Linked DNA regions of Mus musculus: regions 1, 2, 3 and 5 are each linked to region 4. A link is a contact called in public ChIA-PET, HiChIP or PLAC-seq and promoter capture Hi-C data. All regions are on one chromosome and are shown on one strand. Each heading gives the region's core, a stretch centred on a gene start, on an enhancer-like site or on the middle of the called end of the contact. The rest is flanking DNA. Distances are from core to core; before and after follow the strand shown.

Evidence for each region. Promoter capture Hi-C pulls out the DNA fragments that hold promoters and counts their contacts. ChIA-PET counts read pairs in DNA pulled down with a chosen protein or histone mark. HiChIP or PLAC-seq counts read pairs in DNA pulled down with a chosen protein or histone mark.
Region 1: a contact with region 4 is called in a FOXA1 HiChIP or PLAC-seq map of pancreatic cancer cells. The contact joins the promoter of Kcnn3 here to the promoter of Fam189b in region 4. A contact is called at or near these places in 1 of 115 datasets of contacts at active chromatin or transcription factors (pancreatic cancer cells) and 2 of 9 other capture datasets (adipose tissue and liver).
Region 2: a contact with region 4 is called in a promoter capture Hi-C map of neural stem cells. The contact joins the promoter of Msto1 here to the promoter of Fam189b in region 4. A contact is called at or near these places in 9 of 39 promoter capture datasets (the 3T3-L1 cell line, cranial neural crest, embryonic stem cells and 5 more), 1 of 484 Hi-C or Micro-C datasets (CD8 T cells), 7 of 115 datasets of contacts at active chromatin or transcription factors (the SCID.adh cell line, effector CD8 T cells, embryonic forebrain and 3 more) and 2 of 9 other capture datasets (adipose tissue and pancreatic islet).
Region 3: an RNA polymerase II ChIA-PET map of memory CD8 T cells shows a contact between it and region 4, with 36 read pairs. The contact joins the promoter of Khdc4 here to the promoter of Fam189b in region 4. A contact is called at or near these places in 13 of 39 promoter capture datasets (the C10 cell line, the SN4741 cell line, cranial neural crest and 9 more), 3 of 484 Hi-C or Micro-C datasets (CD8 T cells, nephron progenitors and regulatory T cells), 9 of 115 datasets of contacts at active chromatin or transcription factors (astrocytes, cardiomyocytes, craniofacial prominence and 6 more) and 3 of 9 other capture datasets (adipose tissue, liver and macrophages).
Region 5: a contact with region 4 is called in an RNA polymerase II ChIA-PET map of memory CD8 T cells, with 16 read pairs. The contact joins the promoter of Rit1 here to the promoter of Fam189b in region 4. A contact is called at or near these places in 4 of 39 promoter capture datasets (the C10 cell line, cranial neural crest, hippocampal neurons and 1 more), 2 of 484 Hi-C or Micro-C datasets (both in embryonic stem cells), 3 of 115 datasets of contacts at active chromatin or transcription factors (astrocytes, effector CD8 T cells and memory CD8 T cells) and 3 of 9 other capture datasets (liver, macrophages and pancreatic islet).

Annotation. Positions count from the first base shown.
Region 1 is chr3:89,518,904-89,521,603 of GRCm38.p6, forward strand. Kcnn3 (potassium intermediate/small conductance calcium-activated channel, subfamily N, member 3) reads left to right here and starts at 1,261. Exons shown (of 8, transcript NM_080466.2): 1 at 1,261-2,501. The coding sequence starts at 1,566.
Region 2 is chr3:88,912,512-88,915,211 of GRCm38.p6, forward strand. Msto1 (misato 1, mitochondrial distribution and morphology regulator) reads right to left here and starts at 1,439. Exons shown (of 14, transcript NM_144898.2): 1 at 1,282-1,439; 2 at 1,056-1,191; 3 at 347-416; 4 at 192-267. The coding sequence starts at 1,365.
Region 3 is chr3:88,684,392-88,687,091 of GRCm38.p6, forward strand. Khdc4 (KH domain containing 4, pre-mRNA splicing factor) reads left to right here and starts at 1,396. Exons shown (of 14, transcript NM_028814.4): 1 at 1,396-1,496; 2 at 1,953-2,175. The coding sequence starts at 1,459.
Region 4 is chr3:89,181,701-89,184,400 of GRCm38.p6, forward strand. Fam189b (family with sequence similarity 189, member B) reads left to right here and starts at 1,443. Exons shown (of 12, transcript NM_001014995.2): 1 at 1,443-2,248; 2 at 2,452-2,508. The coding sequence starts at 2,024. Gm45927 (predicted gene, 45927) reads left to right here. Exons shown (of 19, transcript NM_001310017.1): 18 at 226-343; 19 at 599-1,070. The coding sequence ends at 745. Scamp3 (secretory carrier membrane protein 3) reads left to right here. Exons shown (of 9, transcript NM_011886.3): 8 at 226-343; 9 at 599-1,070. The coding sequence ends at 745. Gm16069 (a long non-coding RNA gene) reads right to left here. Exons shown (of 3, transcript XR_003954659.1): 1 at 2,317-2,700; 2 at 208-1,277.
Region 5 is chr3:88,715,417-88,718,116 of GRCm38.p6, forward strand. It overlaps Rit1 (Ras-like without CAAX 1), which reads left to right and starts at 1,438. Exons shown (of 6, transcript NM_009069.4): 1 at 1,438-1,541; 2 at 1,910-2,054; 3 at 2,186-2,242. The coding sequence starts at 1,949.

The DNA.
Region 1 (2,700 bases), core at 11-2,510, 340 kb after region 4:
TGCCTAGAGGAATTCATAGCACTCCCCCCCCCAATTGCTAAGGCTGTCCCAATTAAAAATGGAAATAAATTCATCTCTGGTCTTGTCCCCTTGGAGAGTCTTCTGCACACAGTGGGAGTCTAATAAATACTTTATGAGGAGGAGTCTGAACCAGGGAAGCCAGCAGCTGTTTCCAGCTCTGACTCTCAGAGACCCATGGGGCAGATCAGACATGGAGCCACTGGGATTTCCAGTCGTCCTCATCGACCCTGAGGTGACTCCAGACCCAGCTGTTCTGGAAGAGGCTGGATCCAGGTTACTAAAACATCCTGCTTTGGGGAAGTTGGCTCTTCCTTGACAGATTCTCTTTGGCCCTTTCCCATCCATCATGTGGATACTATTTATTGAACAGCCACTGTGTGTTGATCATCATGGGGGGGGGGGAGCATCTAGGCAGCGGAAGAAGAGTGGTGGACTCAGGCTGATCTCTGCTCAAATCCTAGTGCCTTTAATTACAAGCTGGGTGACAAGAGCCATATTTCTTATCTGCGTGTGAGTGGGCTTCTTTTCTTTCCTTTTTCCTTCTTTTATTTCTTTTTTTAGGATGATGACGTCACTTCATAGGGTTGATGTGAGGATTGGAAATAACAGAGGCTCCTGTACACAGCGCAGGTGCTCTGACAGTGGTAGGTAGGTGAGCTTCTCCCTGTCAGGAGTGGGTCCCTTCTGCTTCTGTCAGTTTATGCTCAATGCCTCCCGGTGTTAATTTTCTTTGTAAAATATGAGCACAGTCCCTATCCCCTTGGGCTTTTGGAAGATGTACCTGGAATCCAATGTGTAAAACAACCTGTACAGATACTGGCTATTAATCAACGTTTGTCCTCCGGTCCCGGTTTCCCCAGCATGGTGACAGCTTCCCCTTTAGGGTGCTCTCGATCCCTTCCTTTCATCGCCCCAGCGCCAACATTCAGCCGGGATTGCTGTGGGCATCAGTATCCTGACCGTACCTTTCAGAGGAAAGAAGGCAGGTGCTCAGCTTGCGGGTGGAGTGTGGAGGGGTTGGAGTGGTAGTGGTCTTGGAGCAAAAACTACAGTTCCCAGCCCTCGTTGCGCTGCCACCCGGCGAGGAGCGAAGGATGGCAGGCCCCTTCTTGGAGGCGGAGCCTGAGAGGGAGGCGGAGTTTGGAGGGGTTGGAGAGTTAAGCCAAGCCAATGAAACCGCTGGCTAATAAGTGGGCTTGGCTTGCCATATAACAGTGTCAGGAGGAGGAGAGCGAAGCTATTGAGCCAGCGAGGAGTGAAGCTGAGTCTGCTTCATACACTCCTAGAGGACCGCCTTCAGAATAGAGTTCTTTTCGCCCCTTCCTCCTTCCCCCGGCTCCTCTCCTGGCTTTTCTACCCGCCCAATACAATGCATACTCGAGTGGCAGCCCCAGAGAACTGAAGCAAACCAAAGAGAGAGGACTGGAGCCAAGACACTTCTGGTGGGGAATCTTGGATGCCTGGCTTTCTTTGAGGTCATCTTTGGAACGAGGGTGGCTTTGGGGTGGAGGGTCGTGCTGCAGGGAACTCAGCCAGGCCCCAAGATGGACACTTCTGGGCACTTCCATGACTCGGGGGTGGGGGACCTGGATGAAGACCCCAAGTGTCCCTGTCCATCTTCTGGGGACGAGCAACAGCAGCAGCAGCAACCGCCACCACCGCCAGCGCCACCAGCAGTCCCCCAGCAGCCTCCGGGACCCTTGCTGCAGCCTCAGCCTCCGCAGCCTCAGCAGCAACAGTCGCAGCAGCAGCAGCAGCAGCAGTCGCAGCAGCAGCAGCAGCAGGCTCCACTGCACCCCCTGCCTCAGCTTGCCCAACTCCAGAGCCAGCTTGTCCATCCTGGTCTGTTGCACTCTTCTCCCACGGCGTTCAGGGCCCCCACTTCAGCCAACTCTACCGCCATCCTCCACCCTTCCTCCAGGCAAGGCAGCCAGCTAAATCTCAATGACCACTTGCTTGGCCACTCTCCAAGTTCCACAGCCACAAGTGGGCCCGGTGGAGGCAGCCGGCACCGGCAGGCCAGCCCCCTGGTGCACCGGCGGGACAGCAATCCCTTCACGGAGATAGCTATGAGCTCCTGCAAATACAGCGGTGGGGTCATGAAGCCCCTCAGCCGCCTCAGCGCCTCTCGGAGAAACCTTATCGAGGCTGAGCCTGAGGGCCAACCCCTCCAGCTCTTCAGTCCCAGCAACCCCCCAGAGATTATCATCTCCTCCAGGGAGGATAACCATGCCCACCAGACTCTGCTCCATCACCCCAACGCTACCCACAACCACCAGCATGCCGGCACCACGGCCGGCAGCACCACCTTCCCCAAAGCCAACAAGCGGAAAAACCAAAACATTGGCTATAAGCTGGGACACAGGAGGGCCCTGTTTGAAAAGAGAAAGCGACTGAGTGACTATGCTCTGATTTTTGGGATGTTTGGAATTGTTGTTATGGTGATAGAGACCGAACTGTCTTGGGGTTTGTACTCAAAGGTAGGGACTGTGGTTTCTCTTTATACATTCAACAAAAGGAGTATGTAGACGAGAGAGAGAGAGAGAGAGAGAGAGAGAGAGAGAGAGAGAGAGAGATTGATTTTGAGAGATTTCCTAACTTCCCATGTTTTTCTTCCATGGTCCTGTGAGAATTCCTTTCTTGCTTCCCTTTGTGGGGACATCCCCACACACTGTGTCT
Region 2 (2,700 bases), core at 189-2,688, 270 kb before region 4:
AGAACAGGTCCGACTCTTAACCTCTGAGCCAGTTTCTGGGTTCCCGCCAGTTCAGAGACAACGGTGCTTTTTCCAAAAACACTACTCTATGGCATTTACAGTGACTAGACACCTTTTACTGTGCATCGGAGAGCCACTGTGCTTGTAGCAGGTTTAAAGGTTTGGGACAGAGCCCCACCCCTCGTCATCACCTCTGCACTCAGAAGGCCCTGGAGGTTTGGGTTCTTTGGTTGGGCGTCATCTCTGTGTGTGCTGAGCTTCCCCTGCCTGAAAGAGTAAGAGTAAGCAGAGTTCTCCAGCCGTCTATGTACACACAGTGGGCCATGCTCACAGGAGCGGTACTTACCACGCTACTGCAGCCTCTAGCTGTCGGTCTCTGTAGAGGTTACCTTCTTCTTTTAGAGTGTTCAGACTACCTGCCCAGAAATGAAAGGCAAGGTTAAACCTAGGGGGTCATGTGATCAAGACTAAACTGATCACCTGTCAGGGAATATGGTGTGGCAGTTCCTCTCTACCTAGATGAGGTGTCCCTTTGTAGCCCTGAGTAGTTTCCAACAATACAGACAAATTGGTTTTGAACTCAGAGCTTCTACCTGCCTTGGCTGGGATTAAGGGCGTGCCCAACTACATGGCACTTGGATATACATTAGATGGGACAGGGAATATGGAATCCATCCTTCTCTCAAAAGCTGTGGTCCAGCCGGGCAGTGGTGGTTTACGCCTTTAATCCCAGCACTAGGGAGGCAGAGGCAGGCGGATTTCTGAGTTCGAGGCCAGCCTGGTCTACAAAGTGAGTTCCAGGACAGCCAGGGCTATACAGAGAAACCCTGTCTCGAAAACAAACAAACAAAAAAACAAAACAAGCTGTGGTCCGTCTGTAGGTGTGAGTGCAAGCAGCTTAACATTATACTGACAATTCCAGAGCCAGATCCTGAAGTAAACTTGCCTTTTCGACATCGTCGGGGGTTGTGCCCGATCCGGTATCTGAAGTGAACTGATGCTAGGGCCCTCGCACGCCACACGGGAAAACTTGGCTGAGCCCACCATCGCCTCACCTTTCAGATCCATTAGGATGAGTCGAGGCGTATAGGTTTCCTGGCCATGCAGTGTCCGGCCTGTTCTGTACAAGACGTCGGGGCACAGCTCGCCTGGCGACTCTTCGTCCTCGGCCATGCGTCCCAGCGCAGCATCCTGTAGGGGTCACAGGGCTGAGCGGAGGGGGAAGAGGGGCAGGGCCGGTACTGTCTGCGGGGAACGCCGGGCTGCCGCTAGGTGCCTGACCTGCTGGTTCCACCAGTGCGCCCCCACGAAACCCGCGAAATGTCCCAACTGCAGCGTGAGCACCTCGCGGGCCCCGCCCGCCATACCGCCGCTGCTCTTGGGCACTCCACTGCCGCCGCGGGCCCATCAGCCGGAGGGGGCGGCTCCCGCGCGAGCACGTGCTTTCCCGTTGGCCTCCCGATTCGTTGGTCTCCGAGGCCGCAGCTCACGCCCCGCCTCTTCCTCTTCTTGGAATGTAGGAAGCTGCCGCGATCGGCTGTTGTCTCTCCGTTCCTTCTGCGCCTCAGACTGTGGCGGGTCTGGCCAAGGTCATGGAAGGTTCTCTCACCTGCTTCTGTCTCTCTTCGCGCAGATGCCCCTCTCCTGTAGCTAATAATTCACGCGAGGGGATAAAAAAAATCTGAGGGGGAATTCGACTCCTCTGGATCCTCCCACTCACTTCCTTTTCCCATCTCTAATGTCCCAGCCCTGCTAAACCAGTGGGCTGGCCCCATGGTTCGGTTTCTGTTAGGTTCTGGGGAAGATTGTAGTCCCTTTCTCGCGTGTTCATGTAGTTTGATTGTACTTAAGTGCTCTTTTCATTTATTCTTTGACTTGGTTCGTTATTTTTATCTTTTTGAGATGGATTCTCAGTATGTAACCCCTGGCTGGCCTGAAATGACTGTGTAAAGCAGGCTGGCTTCAAACTCAAAAGAAATCAAGCCTCCACTTCCGGAGTGCTGGAATCAAAGGCCGTGCCACTGATAAGGTTGGGAACAGTCTTTTGTTTGCTTGTTTGTTTGTCTTGAGACAGGGTTTCTTTGTATAGCCCTGGCTGTCCTGGAACTCACTTTGTAGACCAGGCTGGCCTCAAACTCAGACATCTGTCTGCCTCTGCCTCCCAAGTGCTGGGATTAAAGACGTGTGCCACCATACCCGGCTGTGGGAACAGTCTTTTATGTTTTTATAAACGTTTGGCTATCCAATTTGTAGAGCGTTTCCAAGCCGCATGTGATGGCTGGAACCTGTAAGCCCTCCTAGGATGCGGAGAGAGATTATTCATCCTTGGCTCCGAAGCAAGTTGAAGGCTCACCTGACTGCATGAGACCATATCTAAGTTACAAAACAAACAAAACAAATTACTATTCCAAATGGCTTGCTCTGTTTCTTTTGGACCATCTAGTATTCACTTATGAATAAAATAAATGGGTCCAGGCAAAATCCTCGATGGGTTAAGGGGAGCTTGGGAGCTGCCAAGCCTGCAGACCAGAGTTCTAACCTGAGCACCCACAGGGTAGTACGGAACCAAATCCCTAGCTGTGTACATTATTCTGAACATAAGCACATTGCTAGTAAAATACTTAGAAAAATGCATCATATAGAACAGTATTTTAAAGAATGACTGCCTTTTAATTTTGAGATTTTTTTTTAGATTTATTT
Region 3 (2,700 bases), core at 146-2,645, 500 kb before region 4:
TGTTGGCAACTGAACTTTGGACTTAACTCTGCTCCACACTGGTTCGTCCTGCAATTCTTTCCCAAGTCAAAAAAGCCAAAGACTCTTTGGAGTCTAGCCCTAAAAGATCAAGGGAGCACCTCTCACACTAGTGTGGTTGACACCACAGAGCAGTGTCTTCATCCCTACCACAAATGTATATTTATTTATTATGTGCCCAAACTCTCTATTATTTAGCTTTTAAGTGAATTTTTTTTTTTTTAAAGATTTATTTATTATTATATGTAAGTACACTGTAGCTGTCTTCAGACACTCCAGAAGAGGGCGCCAGATCTTGTTACGGATGGTTATGAGCCACCATGTGGTTGCTGGGATTTGAACTCTGGACCTTCGGAAGAGCAGTCGGGTGCTCTTACCCACTGAGCCATCTCACCAGCCCCAAGTGAATTTTATTCTATGAATTATGTCGGAATGTAAGTATTTCTATAAGCTAGCATTCTGGGTTTGTTTGCTTTCTGTTGGAAGAATACTTGCATAAACGTTAAGGATCTGTTTTTCAGATTCACCCAAAACTCCTTAGAATTCAAAGCTTTTCAGTATATTGAAGAGGCAGTCAAGTGTAAACACACAGCCCTCAGAGAAGGGGATTTCATAACTTTTGATTTTTAATCTCCATTATGACAGTTCTTAGATCAGAGAGCAACTTTCCTTGTGTGCTCCAGGGATCTAACTTACATCGTTGTTTGTCTACTAGCACCTTCGTCTGCAGGGCTATCTCTCAGTCCCTGGCTTCGTTTTTTTTAAAAGCTCCACCTCGCTGAGCAGTTTTTCTCCAACTTTACTTGTTTTATAACAAGTTGTCCAAGTGCTTACGAGTTTGCCAAAACCAATGTTTTTGCTCATGGCCACCAGAACAGCCCCCCCCCCCCCATGCAGCGGGCTGACTGGAGCTTCCTATCCCTAAGGGTGGGTGGGTGGGGGACCCAAAACAAAACAAAAAGAGAAAGAAAGAAAAGGAAGTTGTGCAAATGACTTTGGAAAGAATCATTTCCTTTTTTCATAAGCTGAATCGAGAAGTGCGCTGAAGTCGCCGGCAGGGTTCTCCTCCGCTACAGGCTGGGACTCCACGTGAGCAAAGAGAACGCGGAGAAAGTCGGCTTCATTTTCTGACTTGTCTTCCAGGCAACTCGCTTGCCCACAATAAAAATGGATTCTCCTAGCCCGCAACTCGCTTTTAAACCAGGCCCAACAACCATTTTTATTAAGGGCAAGAGAGCAAGCCGGAGAGTCGACAGGCAGGCACTCCTGTCACTGAGACGCCAGACGCTTTAAATCACCGAGGGTCCAATCGGAATCAAGAGTCCTCACCGGACCCGCCTTACCTCACGGCCGGAAAAGGCCGTGCGTCAGCGCGTTGGGCGGAAGTGGCGGGAGGGCGGTGGTGGGTAGTTGGCGGGTGGTTGACTGGAGCAGGCCGCCATGTCCGCAGGGAGCGCGACACATCCTGCCGCTGGCGGGTAAGGGCTTCGCGGGCCAGGCTGGGGGCAGCGAGCACGGGCCCGGGGCAGGGAGACCGGCGAGGCTGCGTGTGGGCCGGACGGGCCGTCTAGTAGGACGCGTCCGGATGCCGAGGCCGGGGTTCTGGAGAGAATGTTGAGCTGGCCTCGGGCGCCCGGAAAGAGGCCGGCCGCGGTGCGAGAGGGAAGGGAGGGAACTCGGAGCCTTTTAGAAGGACGAGCCAAGGAGAAGGCGAACGCAGAGCGTTCCCGGCCGAGCCGAGTCTCCGGATGGAAGTGACTGGAAAGGAAATGTTTCGTAAGGGGATCGGAATAAGGGGAGTGGGACTGAGCTTTAGATAGGAATCTCGGGCACGTCTCGGGACCATGGCAGGCGACGCGGGATGGAGTGTACGAAGGGGGAGACTACACAAAGGAAGGCCGTGGGCCTCAGGATTTCCCTTTTCCTACCTGTAGGCGCCGCAGCAAATGGGATCAGCCAGCGCCAGCTCCGCTTCTCTTCCTGCCGCCAACGGCCCCAGGTGGAGAAGTCGCTGGCAGCGGGGCGAGCCCCGGGGGCGCCACCACCGCCGCCGCTCCTTCAGGAGCCTTGGATGCCGCCGCTGCCGTGGCTGCCAAGATCAATGCTATGCTCATGGCCAAAGGGAAGCTGAAACCATCTCAGAATGCGGCCGAGAAGGTATTGCGAGCGCTAGACGCTCTGCGCTTCGGGATTTTCTTTTTCCTCCCCTTTCTTCACCTTTCAGTTGCTTGGTCATTGGGGTTAATGAAGATGAAACCGGTTAGAGTGAAGATCACGTTTGGGAGTATTTAGATGATACCTTGTTAAATTGTTCCTGCAAGGCAATGAATGGGCTTTGGTTTTTTTGTTTCAGGCAGAGACTCTGTATATTTAGACCAGGCTGGCCTGCTTGCAGAGATGCCTCTTGCCTCTGACCCCCCAAGTGCTGTGCCCCATCATTGCATCCTGAAGTCAGGCAGTTTTAATTGATGTAGTTCCCTTGTTTTGTTTTTCGAGACAAGTCCACGTAGTCTTGGCTGTCCTGGAACCGTGGTTTAGCCTCGAACTAATGGGGAGATATCCGTCTCTGCCATCTACGTAGGATAAGGACATGCGCAGCCACCACCTGGCTGGTCTTGTTACTTTTATGGACTAGTTTTTGTGCTTAGAAACTTAAACTCAGTTTTTTTTTATGGATATTTG
Region 4 (2,700 bases), core at 193-2,692:
AATCTGTTTTTCATGAGGATGCCAGGAGAGCTAGGAGCGGATGCTTCAGAAATGACTGAAAAGTATGAAGAGAATAGATGTAGTGGGATTGGTTCATGGGATGCCGCCATATTGGCCGAGGCCCTGACCGTTGATGGGCCTGGAGCATGTTCTTAGACCTAGGGGACTCCGGGTGAGCAGAGCCCCGGCAGAGTGGTCGGTCCTCACCCGTGCATCTTCCCACAGCGGCTGGGTGACTGCTCTGGTGGTGGTGGGATCCAAACCTGCCGTGGCGGTGCTCATGCTGCTCGTCGCCCTGCTCTTCACCGGCATCGCAGTGCTGGGAATCGTGATGCTGAAGCGGGTGAGGGCCGGTCGGGAGAAGGTGGGGCTGGGGAGTGAGATCATTGGGTCCCTAGGGGCTGCTGAGTGGAACATTAAGGAAATGGGGCAGGGCGGGTGGGTTATCAACTAATGGACTTTCTTGGGTGGGTGAGTTTGTGTGTTTGGAGGGAGTGCCAACGCAGAAGGAACGGTACAAAGCAGGAGACTAGTGAGTGGTGCCATCCTCCTGGGATGGGAGGGGCCTGCCTCCCTTATAATCTCTTCCCTCTTGCAGATCCACTCCCTGTACCGCCAAACGGGTGCCAGCTTTCAGAAGGCCCAGCAAGAATTTGCTGCTGGTGTCTTCTCCAACCCTGCGGTTCGAACTGCTGCTGCCAATGCAGCTGCCGGAGCTGCTGAAAATGCCTTCAGGGCCCCTTGACCCCTGCTGCACCCGCTGGGATGCCCTGGGCCTGTCACCTGTGGGAACCAAGATAGTCCCTATCCCTGAAGTCTCTGGGATTCAGGGAGCCATCACCACTTGGTGACTTCTATGGGGCTCTTCATTCCACAGCCATGACTTTAATCCTGACTTGAGGTGTGGAGAGCCCGCTGTGACTCAGTCATTATTTGCCTTTTATCTCCCATCTGGCCACACTGCTGCCGCCACCTCTCACACAACCCCAACCCCAGTTTCCTTCTGCTGTGCCAAGGATGTCTTCTTCCGTTATTTAAATTAAAGAAAAAAAAGTGTAACTGGAACTCACCCATTTCCTGTATCTTTACTGGAGATTGGGCCATTGTATGGAGTGGGGAACTGGGGTGGAAACACTCTGCAAGGAGAGGGTTGCACTTGGCAAAGTGGGCAGGCTGATAGGCGGGAGATGGGGGAGCCCCAGCTCGGTTTACCATGCCTCTGTTAATGATGAATGAGCAGTCAGTCCCTTTTGGTGTGAACACCTCATCCCGGGAACCTGTGGGGCAGAAAATGGACCCAGAAATGATCCTTAACTGCTCAGGCTTCAGGGCGAGGCTAGGGATGGAGGAGGGCCTCTCCCTATCTCCTCCCTTCCCCAGGGTTGCTTTCAGACTACAGCTCCCGGGATGCATTGCACCACCCACCACACCCCTCCTCCGCACCACGCACCATCCACCATCCCCCACCTCCACAGGCTGACCTGCTGCAGCTGGAGGAGCTAAGGAAGCCGAGCATGGTGGGGAGGGGAGCGGGTCTGCGACTCTGGAGACAGTTTCCACGGCCTCTCCCCACCAGGCGGCCCTGAATGGCCAAACGCACCTCTAGTTCCTGCATGCAGACCTTCCCCCTCTCTGTAGACTTGTTTGCATCCCTCTCGCTTTTGCCCTCCCCACCCTTGCCTGGGTTCCGGAACGCTACTCTTCAGTCTGGGATCAGCCCTTCTCGGCACCCCTCTTCATTAAGGAAATGCAATGAACCGGTGCCCTCGCGTCCTCATCGCCTCCCCGGGCACGGTACCCGTTTGGTGGTGGGGAGGGAGCCCCTCACTGTCCCTTCGTGACGCCCCTCCTTTGGGCCTCCTTCCAGCTGGCGTCCCTGGGCGATGCCCCAGAGGACCTAGCCAGGAGGTGGGCTTTACAGCGAGGGCTGTGGAAAGGATAAAGAACCAGGGCTTGGGTGCTTCTGAGATGCTCACAAGTATCAAGGGGGACCGAGCGAGGTGCGAGCAACTGGGCGGCAGGCATGATGCCCTCGCCCAGTGACTCCAGTCGCTCGCTGACCAGCCGGCCCAGTACCCGGGGCCTTACCCACCTCCGCCTCCACCGACCCTGGCTCCAGGCCCTGCTCACGTTGGGGCTGGCCCAGGTGCTCTTGGGCATCCTGGTGATAACCTTCAGCATGGTGGCCTCCTCTGTCACCACCACCGAGAGCATCAAGAGGTCCTGCCCATCTTGGGCTGGGTTCTCGGTGAGTGGGGTCCAAAGAGTATATAGTACTGGGGTGGGGGAAGCTTCTTAGGCCCCATCCCTCCTCACCTGCAAGCCCACATGGTTGTCTTTCCTTCTTCTCCCAGTCCTCTCCCTCCTTGCAGGGCTGGGTGCATCCTGTGGCAAGGGGCTCACTTAGGTGCTTCCCCTGCCAAGCTGAGCCTGTGCCCACTCTGTCCCTAGCTGGCGTTCTCCGGGTTGGTTGGCATTGTGTCCTGGAAGCGGCCATTCACTCTAGTGGTAGGTGCCAAGGCCCGATGCCCACTAGGAAGCAGGTGCCCAGCAGCGAAGGGGATTTACCCCCCCCCCCCCCGTTATGCCTCCCAGGAGCTTTCCAGTTGGTATAAGGCTAGCAGAAGCTGTCTGAGAAGAGGGTGGCTCATTCTGTGGAAGAGGGATGCTGCTGAAGGTCCCAGCCCTGAGATGCCACCT
Region 5 (2,700 bases), core at 188-2,687, 470 kb before region 4:
GTCAAAAGAGACCCTCTCTGTCTGTCTTGTCTAAAGCTGGTCACAAACAGATACACACCTGCCTCTGGAGTGCTGGAATTAAAGGCATAAGCTATCTGCTTTTTAAAAAGGTGTATTTATTCATATGTATGTTTTTGCTTATGTGTATATATGTGCACCATTTGTATTCCTGATGCCTGCAAATGGTCAGAAGAGGGTTGTGGATCCCCTGAAACTGGATGGTTGTGGGCCACTGTGTGGGTGCTAGCGACTGAATCCAGAAGCAAGAAGTGTTTTTTGTTTTTTTTTAAAGATTTATTTTGTTAATATATGTAAGTACACTGTAGCTGTCCTCAGACACTCCAGAAGAGGGAATCAGATCCTGTTGCGGATGGTTGTGAGCCACCATGTGGTTGCTGGGATTTGAACTCTGGACCTTCGGAAGAGCAGTCGGGTGCTCTTACCCACTGAGCCATCTCACCAGCCCCCGCAAGGAGTGTTTTTAACTACTGATAATCTCTCCTGAGCTCTGCTTTTAAGACAGGGTTTCATGTAACCCAATGTCGAATTTAGCTGGTATCCAAGGTGGCCCTTGTACTGCTTGGCACAGACACCTTCCAAATGCTTGGTTTATATGGATGTGCTTGCATCCTATCTGACTTGTATTTGTCTTAATAATTTTAAAATTTAAAATTCTAACTAGAGGGCTGGTGAGATGGCTCAGTGGTTAAGAGCGCCACCTGCTCTTCCGAAGGTCCCGAGTTCAAATCCCAGCAACCACATGGTGGCTCACAACCATCCGTAACGAAATCTGATGCCCTCTTCTGGAGTATCTGAGGACAGCTACAGTGTACTTATATATAATAAATAAATAAATCTTTAAAAAAAAAATTCTAACTAGAATAACTGGATACCGCGATCATCTGGTTTTGGTTTCAAGAGCTTTTGATGTAACAGCGTTTTTGGAAAATGAAGCGCTGCTTTGTAGCAAGTACCATACCTACCCTAATGTAATTCTGTATTTTGGAAAGATTGAGGGGGTGTGGGTTTGTTGTGCTGTACATCTGGTGACAGATATTTTCCCTCTACCAGCAGCAAATAGCCCTAAGTTAATCACTTTAAAAGTATCTGTTCGTGGCTGGAGAGATGGCTTAGGTGTTAAGAGCACTGCTCTTCCAAAGGTCCTGAGTTCAAATTCCAGCAACCACATGGTAGCTCACAACCATCTTAACAAGATCTGACATCCACTTCTGGAGTGTCTGAAGACAGCTACAGTGTACTTACATATAATAAATTAATAAATCTTTAAAAGTATCTGTTCGATTAATATAACATCCATTTTTGTAAGTGCAAGCCTTGAGATTCGTATGTGACCAGAGGGCTTAGCGAGTTAGAGTTAGGCGCGGGGCGGAGCAGAGTATCTGTCAGCTGTGGGGGCGGGGCTCAGGGTCATGCCCCGCCCACCGGCGCCATCTTCCAGGACCCGGGCGGGGCCCTGGGCTGTGGGGCGCAGCTGGGAAAGGAACGCGGGTTACCACCCGGCCTCAAAGCTGGTTTCAGAGGTACAGGCTCAGGTGAACAGGGCGGGGGGGTGACGGTGGCGGGAAAGGTGGTGAAGTGGGGGAGCCACGGCCACCGTGAAAGAACGTGACAGTGTCAGGCAGCGCTCTGCACTCATCCGGCTCCTTCCTACTGGCACGCTGCCTCAATCTGAAGTTTTAAGTTCTTTTTAGTTTTCTGGAAAAAGTAAGTTTGGACATCTATGATCTGTTTTAGGACTGAGACTGATTGTGAAGGGCGAGGATGTAGGGCTTCTTAGCGTTCTGCAATGAGCAGAGTAGGCCATGGTGTTTGGGGACGGAAGAAGGAGGCTCTCACTGTGGCCCACTGTTTCCATCCTGGATTGAATGTTCTGTGCCTTCTCCTCTAGGAGGCCTTTCCCAGGGGCCCAGGACTGCCCCGGAGGACAATGGAGTCCGGAGCTCGCCCCATTGGTAGCAGCTGTAGCAGCCCTGCAGCACTCTCCCGGGAATACAAACTAGTGATGCTGGGTGCCGGTGGAGTTGGGAAGAGTGGTAGGTAACCATTTCTGTTTGCCACACAACGTTTGAAAAGCAACCCAGATGGGTTACTGGCTCTTGTGCAAAATTGATAGCTAAAATACTTCCTGGTCACAGTGTCCTGAGTTGCATCTCTTGTTTTGAAGCCATGACAATGCAGTTCATCAGCCACCGATTCCCAGAAGACCATGACCCCACCATTGGTAAGTCAGCTCCTTGTTTATATTTCCAGATACAGCCTGGGAAAGTATCTCAATAGAGTTAGAGCTTAAAAAGTAATATTTATATCCTAAGCTTGTTTGTGTATGTAATTCATACTTACTTAGAGACCAGAATAAACATTTGAGTATTTATTTTAGACTTCATATGCACATTTATGCTATCTTTAGTCTTCAGATTACATTGGTAGACAAACTGTCTTTTTTATTTAAGGACATATAATGTATTGTTAGATTAAAGGAAAAGTTTAACGACCACTCAATGAAACCTTTTCTTGCTGTCACTGTTCAGGGTCTGACATGAGACTAACCCTGAAGGATGAGTCAGCTGGTTTGAACTTCCACAAAAGGAAGCAGAAAAACAAGTAGAGCCAGCCTGCTGAACTCTTAGAACCAATCTTCCACTTAGAGCTCTTCCTTTATTTCCTTATCCTTGCAGCTCA